Linked DNA regions of Capsicum annuum: region 1 is linked to region 2. The links are chromatin contacts, called in public Hi-C maps. All regions are on one chromosome and are shown on one strand. The core of a region is the stretch at or near the end of the contact, and the rest is flanking DNA. Distances in the headings are between cores, read along the strand shown. Region 1 holds the start of LOC107868661 (60S ribosomal protein L37a). Region 2 has its middle 34 kb from the start of LOC107868652.

Region 1 (5,145 bases), core at 1,054-3,553, 49 kb after region 2:
CTTGGATAAAGACCAAGGTATATTAGAGCGATGACATGGAGAGAATACTACCACCTGAAATAACCTTAACAAAAAGAACCGACTCCAGCCAATGGGCAGTGTTATCAACAAAATTTATGTCTTACAATTCCATAGTGGTGTCTGGTTGCTAAACTATTAAAATCTCAACGAACATCTAGCCTGACCCACAATCCCACATAACCATTCACTTCAGGCAATTACAAATCTATTCCAGGCATAACATAGAATATGCTCGATTAATAGTAACAACCAGCAGCTCTAACTTAGAGAAATAAACATCTGTTGAGTATAACTACCATCTATTTTAATGTTAATGACATAGGCCGTCAGAAACATCTCCGCGAAACTTCAAAGGGATACGCAAAGCTAGGAGATTTAACTTTTAAGTTTAGATTTGACGCCCATATGCAACATTCATCTCAACATACCTCTCTCAATATACTATTACAAGCATCAAAACTGCAGAATTAACAGGTCTATCTACTCTATTATCTCCTATTATTATTATTGTTACTATCAATATTGTTAATCTTGAAGAGATTTTTAAGATGCACTATAATTTTTCCGTGATCAATACTCACCATTAAAAATAGGAAACTTTCTTACAAAAAAGGAACCTATGGTGTGCAGACAAGTTCTCCTAATAGGACATCACAAGTATCTCGGATTTGAAGGAATCCAGGATGCCTTGCCAATGTAGCAAAAGGAAAATTTAAGGATCTATAGAATGAATCGAAGTCCTAACCAAACAGAGCTTGATAGAGAAATTAAACCACTTGATCAAATTAAGTTGTTGTATTACCAGAAGCTATCAAAAACCTATCCTTATTACTGCAAACAGGAGATTCTAAAAGGAGCTTTAATACTTACCATACTTCCCAACGATTCCAGCCTTCTTGGTCCTCTTAGTCTGCAGAAAAAATAGCACATTTCACATTAAAACAAGCTGCAAGTTTTACTCAATTTCAATGTTCATAATGATATCTACACCATCTCATCTCATTAGGATCAGACTCCCTATTTTAAAGTAGACTAAACAATTTTACCTTTTCAGAACCTCCTTACAAATATGAGAAACTGTGACCTCACAAACAAGAAGACCAAGTACCCACAATCCAACCCATCCACTCAACTGCTCTATACTAATACTATGTGAGACAAAAGCGTAACATTTAAAACAATTCCCGTCTATTCTACAACCTAGCGTTTGCAATTTCCATTGTTGATATGAATGAGCAACTGACACATATAGTGTATGTCTGGTAAGGAGGAAAATATTTTCTCTTACTTCTCATGTTCGGTTGGTCAAAATTTCTAAAAAGTATTTTCTAGGAAAATAAGTTGTTTAAAAATGAGGAAAATGACTTCACATGATTGTGCCCTCTCCACTCTAGGAAGTAGGGAAAATGAGCCATACAAGTGGCAATCCACATTCATTGTGTCCTCCGCACCCTCCGGCATACCTCATCTTCACCCCCCATTGTCCTAACCCCCACCACCCACACTCTCCAATCAACGATTATATATAAATGATTTTAGGATAATATTTTTTGCATACAAGCCGAACACAACATAAGCAAGAAAACCACTTTTTTTCTTAGAAAACATTTTTTCAAAATTTTTTTTCCTTACCTGAAACACACCCATAATAAAATTTTCCTTTCCACTCCAACGTATATTACTACCAATAAATCATTTACAACTACAACAACAACAACAACAACGAGCCCAGTGTATTCCCACAAAGTGGGGTCTCGGGAGGGTAAAGTGTATGCAGTCCATACCTCAACCTCAAATGAAGTAGAGAGGCCGTTTCATAGACCCCCCCCCCCCCCCCCACACACACACACACACATCATTTACAATTACCCATTTCAACAAAATATCAAATCTTGGACATTCTCCAATAACATTCAATAAACCTAATGAATAGCTACTGTAACAGACAATAACCCAAGTACAATTGCACATAATAATATCAACCCTTTTCATCAGCAACCAAAACAAAAAAACAAAAAATACAGCTCTTTTAGTTGAATTAATACTAAGATTTAACAGATTAAGGGTAAAAAGGGGGGTACCATCGTGAATGTTGATGGAGGATTTTGAGCGGCTGCTTAGAGCAAAGATTCACTAGGGTTTTTTTGTAGTGTCAAAAGAAGTACGTATAATTAGTTGCTTTTTGGGCAAGATTAGGCCCATTGTTTGTAATATTCGGGTTGACCCGAATCTGTAAACCAAATTGGGCCTGTGATCAATTTTTAAGAAGTAACCAAAATAGTCTCGGCGGATGTACAATATGTGTATGATTTTGTATAATAAACGTATAATCTATGTATACCATTTAGAAAAGCAAATAGTAAATCGGTTTGGCTATTTATGTAAAGATCTCATATTTTTTACTCTCAAAACTTATGGAAAATACTAATTTTTTGATTAAAGATGCCAATTCTGTAAATTGCATCACTTCTTTGAAACTTAATTCTCTATGAGGGTGTAATTTTGTAGGCGTTTGACTGTTAAATTTTAAATATTTTTCATTTTATATAAAATCTATGATGAGATTGAAGATGAAATTATATTTAATTATATTTTTCTAAAAAATATTTGGAATCATGATCATGTTTGATTGAACTTTTTCTAAAAAAAAAACATGAAATATAATTTAGTTATATTTTTTTAAAATTAGCAAAATCACCTTAGTTGACGAATTCACCTGAAACGAACAATCAAATTTGCTCTAGAAGAATATTGCATAATGAATAGTCACATAATGTCATTTATTGGATGTCATATACCAGCAAACTATATGATAGACGACTCGAATTGAAGTATGTTTTGAAGTTATTTATTAAGAATTTTGGTTTATTATGTGTACATGTTTTGACTAGCTACTTAACTGTTAAATACAATCTCTTTTTTGAAATAAAAAGGTTTTATGTCAAGTTTTACTATCTTCATTCCCAGTCAAAATTGTTGATCAATGTTCATATGATGTATATCTGAGCTCCACTTAGATATTTCCTGGCTGAAAGATACAATAATTATGAAAAGACTAACTTGATTAGTGATTACACACACTTTATGTGCATTTACAAAGTAATAATATACAATGGACATATACACCTATGTATTAACATAAGATACTTTGATGCATACAGTATCAATTTTTTTTAATATAAAGATGGCTTTCTGTTTGTCAATAACCAACCAAAATGCTCTATACTTCTGCACTAATCATGCAGATTTGATGGGCACAGTAATGCCTTGTGAGATTTTCCGGTCAAAATAAGAAAAAAGATCAATATAATTCTTCTTGAACTAAAAGAGATCTTCGAACATATTCGAGGGTTCAATATGCCAACCAACTTATGTATACACCACTAATGTTCCACTTAGTACTTGCGACCTCCAACTGAGGTTCATAAACAAAGAGGAAGTGGTTTCGTTGAATTTAATTCATGCAGTTGTTTGGTTGGGAAAGAGTTATCCCGGGATAATACCTCATTTTTTTCTCATGTTCGTTTTCCACACACCCTAAGTGAGATTTGGTTGTAAGTTACATAAACTTATGACCTAACAAATTATAGACCAACATGGAGGAGGACCATCACCAAGGGCAAAAGCGATTTGTTTGAGATAGGACATTATCCAACGGTGGTGTTCATGTCAGCTTGCACGCATCCCAACTAATTCCATGGGTTACCTGTTACTTCCCACCAACACACATATTAGATAACTTTGTCCAATTAGGCTTGGACAGAAAGGGAAAAAAATTACTGAGAACATTATACTATCTTCAAAAACATCTGAAGGAGCCCAGTAAACCAAATTGATATATGCTTCACAAAGTTGATATCAACAGTCACGTATACATGCCTAAGCATTACACCGAATAATCCACATATTCAGTCGTCCTGCTTCTGCATTTGTTCGTAGGTAAAACAATGATTAACCATGTCGAAAACTAATGAGAAAAAAAATGGTTCATTTGGACAACACGGGTGGTCTAAAATCTTCCAACTGTGTGCTGGACGTGCTGCAGATATCTCTCAAAGCTGATTCTCCCTTCTCTGATCTTATCACGTCAAATGTACTTTCGAGAAGTTCATATCCCAATCCAGTTTGCAGAAGATGACCGGGCTGCTCACCACCATGTCGTATAAGATGTCCGGTTTCTTTCAGAGAGATCACATTTTCGCTAATTAATCTACCGAAAATGTGACCAAGAAATACAGCTGCTTTTGGAGCATCAGTAACTTCATTCTCCAAAGTAGCTAAAACTGATTCAAACCTGCTAAGAGAAAGACTATTAAAAGCAAAAACTCGGATGATAATAGAAAAGGAATTGGCAGCTTACCCCTCAACGAGCTGTTTGGCATTCAGTACCACCTTGGACTTCGTAAGACTGATAAGAAGCCGGGCAAGAAGATCCCTGTCCCTTTCTTTCCTCTGAAACGAGTCATTTACCCACATCGATAACATCATTGGAAGAAAGCTTGGTGAGTTCAACTCTCCAATGCGTAGAACAACTTCGTCCTCATCAACTGCACTGGAACCAGAAAATCACACATTATATCTGTAAAAGGGAAAGTATAGAACGAACAGCATTCTTGAGATTATCCAAATGAAATCCCTAAAAGGATCCTCTCTCATTTAGTCAAACAGAACTAAAGAATAACGCCACGTACATTATGTAAATGTAGTTAATAGTTTTCTTTGCTATATACGTTTCCTAACAATGTCAGCTCCCTGAATTTGAAGCTACAAATTACAATCATAGAAGTACTTTTCCTTCATAGAATAACTTTCATGTTACAGCTACATGCAACCAAATACTGACCGCATTAATTACACTGCAGCAGAAAGTCTAAAGAAGTTATCATATCTCAAGAATTTAAACTTCATAATGAATTAGCGGATCTTATCATTTCCTTCAGATGGTTCTTTTACACTTTTGTGATGATACAAATTCCGAAAAAAGTCTTCAAGTTATAATCAATCTTCCCATTTTATGATCAGCAATGCACTTGACAGAGAAATTTTACCTGTAAAACTCATGAATAGCTGCAATCGACATTTCTCCAAGATGTTCTTCAGACCATATCATTCCTGGTGAATTTG
Region 2 (4,894 bases), core at 116-2,615:
TTTTCTCCCAAGTTTGTAAATTATGTTTGAATTAATCAAGTTTATATTTTCTTTCACATGGGTTTTATTATTCAGATCTGGATCGCCGGTGGTTTATCGTCAGTTTTCTGATTTTGTATAATTTGTAAATTACTTATAAAAATATCCTCAGTATATGATTATTCTCCCAGTGTTTTAGCAATAACGATTGATTAATCTGTAAATTTCTAGGGACTTGGAAAGTCCGAAGAAGATTAAAAAAGGACTGTTGTTATTCTCTCGAGATGTGATTAAAGAAGATATTGCTAAAATACCTAAAACTGAAGAGAAAAAGATAAACATGGCATAAATTAAAAAAAAAAATCAAAAATGTAAAAATATTTTATTTTTGGAAGAAGAAAATATACTTTGATCTTTATGACTTGGACACTTACACTGGACTAAGAACAACGAAGGAGGGAGTATTGAGTAGAATTTTACACCATATAAAAACACATCCACTTTAACTTTGCTATTATTTTCTCGTAACTACTTACCTATTTTAATTACTTTGCTTAACTTTTTTATTTACTTTGTTTATAATATATACTAAAACCTGCTTATTAATTATATATACACTTTATTAGTATTATATATCTGTCTTATAATATTATCTATCCGTATATACTATTATTATTGTCTCTTTATACATCTATTATTATATTTGTAATAAATTTCTTTACATTATATTTGTCTTCTATTTTTTACATTATAATATCTATCTATACTATAGAATCTGTTTATTACTATTTATTACCTGTCTATTATATTATATTATTATATATTATCCGTATTTATTATATAATTATATATAATAAATAATCTGGGATAATATATATATATATATATATATAGACACACACACACGCACATTATGTCGGTTTGATTCAGGTTCGGTTTGATTTTTTTTTTGTCAACATCAAACCAAATTAAGGATGATCGGGTTTTTTTTCTAACGCCAAACCAAATCATAAGTCATTTTTTTCTCGGTTTGATTTGGTTCGTCGGTTCGGTTTGACTTGACGGTTTGGTCTGTATACCCCTACTTTTGATATAAAAATTAAATTTGTGTCACTTTAAAACATAAATAATTTAATACTAAAAATTGTTTAAAATTGAACCTTAAAATTTAAATGCAGAATCTATCCCTCCACTTTCTTTTTCTTTTTCCTTCTCTTTTCCTTTTTTTTTTTTTTTTTGAGTTTATTTCACTTTACCCCGAAAATAATTTTAAATAACAAAAGAACAAAAAAAGTTTATAAATTAATTTTGAAAAACAACAATTTGAGCTTATCATGTTTTAGCACTAAAGTTGAATGATTATGATATTTGAAAGCGAAATAAGATCTTTAAAAGGCGGCTTCATATCCCTACGTCTCTTTTTGGTTGGAAAATAGATGACCGGCCATACTATTTAATTTAAGAAATTAATTAAATATAAAAATTTTGATGTGTAAGTTTGATATTTATTTCATAAATAAAATGTATGTAGTTCATAGTCTCACGATTTAAAAAAATGTCACATAGTAAAAATAATCACAAAATTAAAAGCACATGGTATTTTATTTTTAATATGTGGCATATTTTTTTTCGCATCAGATAATTAACTATACATATTTTATTTATCATGGAAGATATTTTTAATTTGTTGTGTTTTATAGGAACGGAATTATATATAGCTATGTTTAGTTGGAATAAGACTAAGTTTAAACATCTAAAAAGGGACGTTTGGGCAAGTTTAAGGGCAGTATATGTGTTTAGCCAAGATTGGATTATTATATCAAGTGGATGTTAACAAAATACATGATTAAAACAAAATTCAAATTGTGAATATTAATATTTCTACAAACAGAGTATACATCTTTCAGCCAAATTCATGCTCTTATCTTTCTTATCTATCACCAGTCTTGTCATTTTTTATTTTTTTTGATAAATAAAGAAAAAAGATAAGAGACACATCAAAAGATATATATATACACACACCTCTAATTATATATCTCTACCAATTTTTTTCATTATCAATCAAAAAAAAAAAAAAAACCAAATAATGAATTATTACTTTCTTGTATAAAAGTGATAAAGTAGTATTTGCCCTTATTTACATAATTTCTTGTATTTTTTATTTATTACCAAATTACGTTATTATTGTTCCTTCTCCATACGCTTTGTATTACTCTTCATATTAGTTGCCATATTTTCTTGATTGTTATATTTTTTAGTTCATTATAACTATTTCAATTTGATCTTTTGAATCAAGGATCTTTCGGAAATAATCTCCTGCCTCCATGAGGTTAAGTTCGTACCAAAAATGGTCAGTCGACACTTTGAATTGCAAGCGAAGTTCAATTCGCTATTTTCTTCATCTCTTCATTCATCAAAATTGTTTTCTCCCATTCTCCTCTCTCTTCATCTTTTGCCATGTATACACATTGTATAAGGATGTATATATATATTGTATAAAAAACATACATGGATATATATACATCTCTAATACATTATTATACATTATATATACATAGTTATACACTATTTATATAATATCCATACATTATGTAACTATACAACTATTTTGTTAAAAAATATTTTGTCACCTATACAGTTACGTAAGCCCGTATACTCATATATTGTAGGGTAACTTACATAAATCCCTGAATCTTTAAGTGATATTACATAAAATCCTGACTATTTTATTAATTACATTTTATCCCGGTTTTTAAAATGGTGATACATATGTTATACAGTGATACATATAAATTGATACATTTGAAACTGACAAAGATATTTATTTAAAGGAATAATAGATTCTCTTTTATTTTGTGGAGCAAATCACGCATAATCAGTTATACAATGAATTAATCAGATTTTAAAAAAAAATTCAATACCCTAATTTCTGTCAAACCCAATTCAATCCAATATGATCTTATCCACTTTTCTGCTGACCCACCTTTCATGGTGTCCAGATCCACTTTCTCTCCTCCTCCGCCGTCGGTGATGGGATGGCTGCTCCGTTTTTAAATACAGTGTGAACAAAATGTATCACTCATTAATAACATATGAATCACCTAATAATTGAAATAAATAATTATATCTACCATATGAATGATCACCATAATACCATATATATCACCCATTAATATCATATGAATCACCCAATAATTGAAATAAATAATTGTATCTGTCATATAAATCATCATAATACAATATGTATCACCCGTTAAAATCATACAAAATGTATCTATCGTATGAATCATCATAATACACATATAATGATATCATATTTATCATTCATATAAATCATCATTAAAAGAATAAACATGTATGAATAACTAAATAAATTTATATATGTATCAATAGATTTTTAAAAAAATATGGGAGAGATTTTCGAAGAGGAAAGAAAAAAGCTGCATGCGTTAATGGAGGAGAAAAAATCAGGAAGGAAAATGATTTAAGCGTTAATTGAGGAGAAAAAATCAGGAAGAAAGATGATTTAATTGTTAATGGTGGACTAAAAACAGGATGTGGTTTTTGTTGATATGTATCAAGAGTAAAAGTTGAAAATCAGAATTTTGTGTAAATTTTTAAAAAGTAAGGGATATTAGGTTATATAGTCTCTTAAGTTTGAGATTTGTTTAAGTTATCCTATCGGAAAAAAAAATTATATAGCAATTATTAGATAGGAAATTACAGCTTATAGCATAACTTTTAGTTTTTCAAGTTATAGCAAATCTTATAAAAAAATAAATAATAATTTTTTTTTTCTTAAATACAAAAAAGTAAATGAAAAGGAAAATAAAGATTTAATACAACTAATATGCAATTGCCCTTCCTTAAAAATAGTTATCTTAATTATTGATATCAATCCACCCCAAAATCTCTCTAACCGTTTTTCTTTTCTCCTATTTTAATGCTTCCATTAAGAATTTTCATCTTCATACACTAACTTCTTTTTATACACCATTTAGTTGTTCCAGTCATAAATTGATATCACCTAAATTTATACACCACCTTCTTTATGAATTTTGATTGCAACGAGGAATCACTACAAACACTCAACAACGGCTACCAATTGCCAAGTTAAGACCTTTCAACTGGTAAAGATCATCCACAGAAGTATGGTTATTGCTCCCTTGGGAACTATTCTATAAATTGGTATCACCTAAATTTAATATCGTAATCCATAAATATCAATTTATATATCTATTTCATACAAATGTGACATGTAAGAAAACACTTTATAAACTGATTCCATTCAATTTATAATCTTAAGTATATCTTCTTAATTGAAAATCACAATGACATTATACTCATTCCACATATATATAACATGTAAGAAACTATTTTTTAAACCTTGAATGTAATATTGATATTATACAAGTTTCAAACATGAAATAATTCAAAAAAATACAAATTTGTATATTTATTTCATACACTAAAATAAATAACGTATAATATTTGGTGAAAGTCGATTTCTATACCAACTTCTGCAATCATTATACTTATTTCATATTGATTTTATACAGAATTCATACACGAAATAGTTTAATAAGTATATACAAGATAATTTTCATTATATTATTCTTATGAAAGATTACGATCTATATTTAAATCCTTATTTATGTTGTTACCAATACAAACTGATTGTTTAATATTTTTTCTACAAACTGATTGTTCAATATTTTTTTCTCTAATATCCATTGACATATCTTTTATTGTTATATACAATGAGTATTTAATAAAGAAATTGACAATACTCCTTATATCATATTATTTTTAAAGAACGAAAGGAAAAATAGAAGAAAGAGAATTTCTGATGAAGGAGAACAAATCTTTGGTTGAATAATGATTCACAATGGAACAAATCGTTGGTTGAATATTC

What was found. A called contact is a pair of places that touch in the nucleus more often than the background predicts.
Region 1: a Hi-C map of pericarp shows a contact between it and region 2, with 2.5 times the contacts expected there. The contact joins the promoter of LOC107868661 here to the enhancer-like site in region 2. A contact is called at or near these places in 5 of 5 Hi-C or Micro-C datasets (bud, leaf, pericarp and 1 more).

The regions. Positions count from the first base shown.
Region 1 is chr1:13,689,289-13,694,433 of UCD10Xv1.1, forward strand. It overlaps LOC107868661 (60S ribosomal protein L37a), which reads right to left and starts at 2,304. Exons shown (of 5, transcript XM_016715334.2): 1 at 2,103-2,304; 2 at 892-931. The coding sequence starts at 2,105. It overlaps LOC107868670 (eukaryotic translation initiation factor 4G-like), which reads right to left. Exons shown (of 13, transcript XM_047394191.1): 11 at 5,070-5,145; 12 at 4,382-4,573; 13 at 3,845-4,330. The coding sequence ends at 4,009.
Region 2 is chr1:13,641,111-13,646,004 of UCD10Xv1.1, forward strand. No RefSeq gene overlaps it. Among protein-coding and RNA genes, the nearest start is that of LOC107868652, 34 kb to the right of the region's middle. Within about 2 kb of position 1,366, at least 1 of the 5 cell types and tissues checked has an H3K27ac peak or open chromatin away from gene starts, as enhancers often do. A contact at or near this core is called in pericarp, where this site is marked.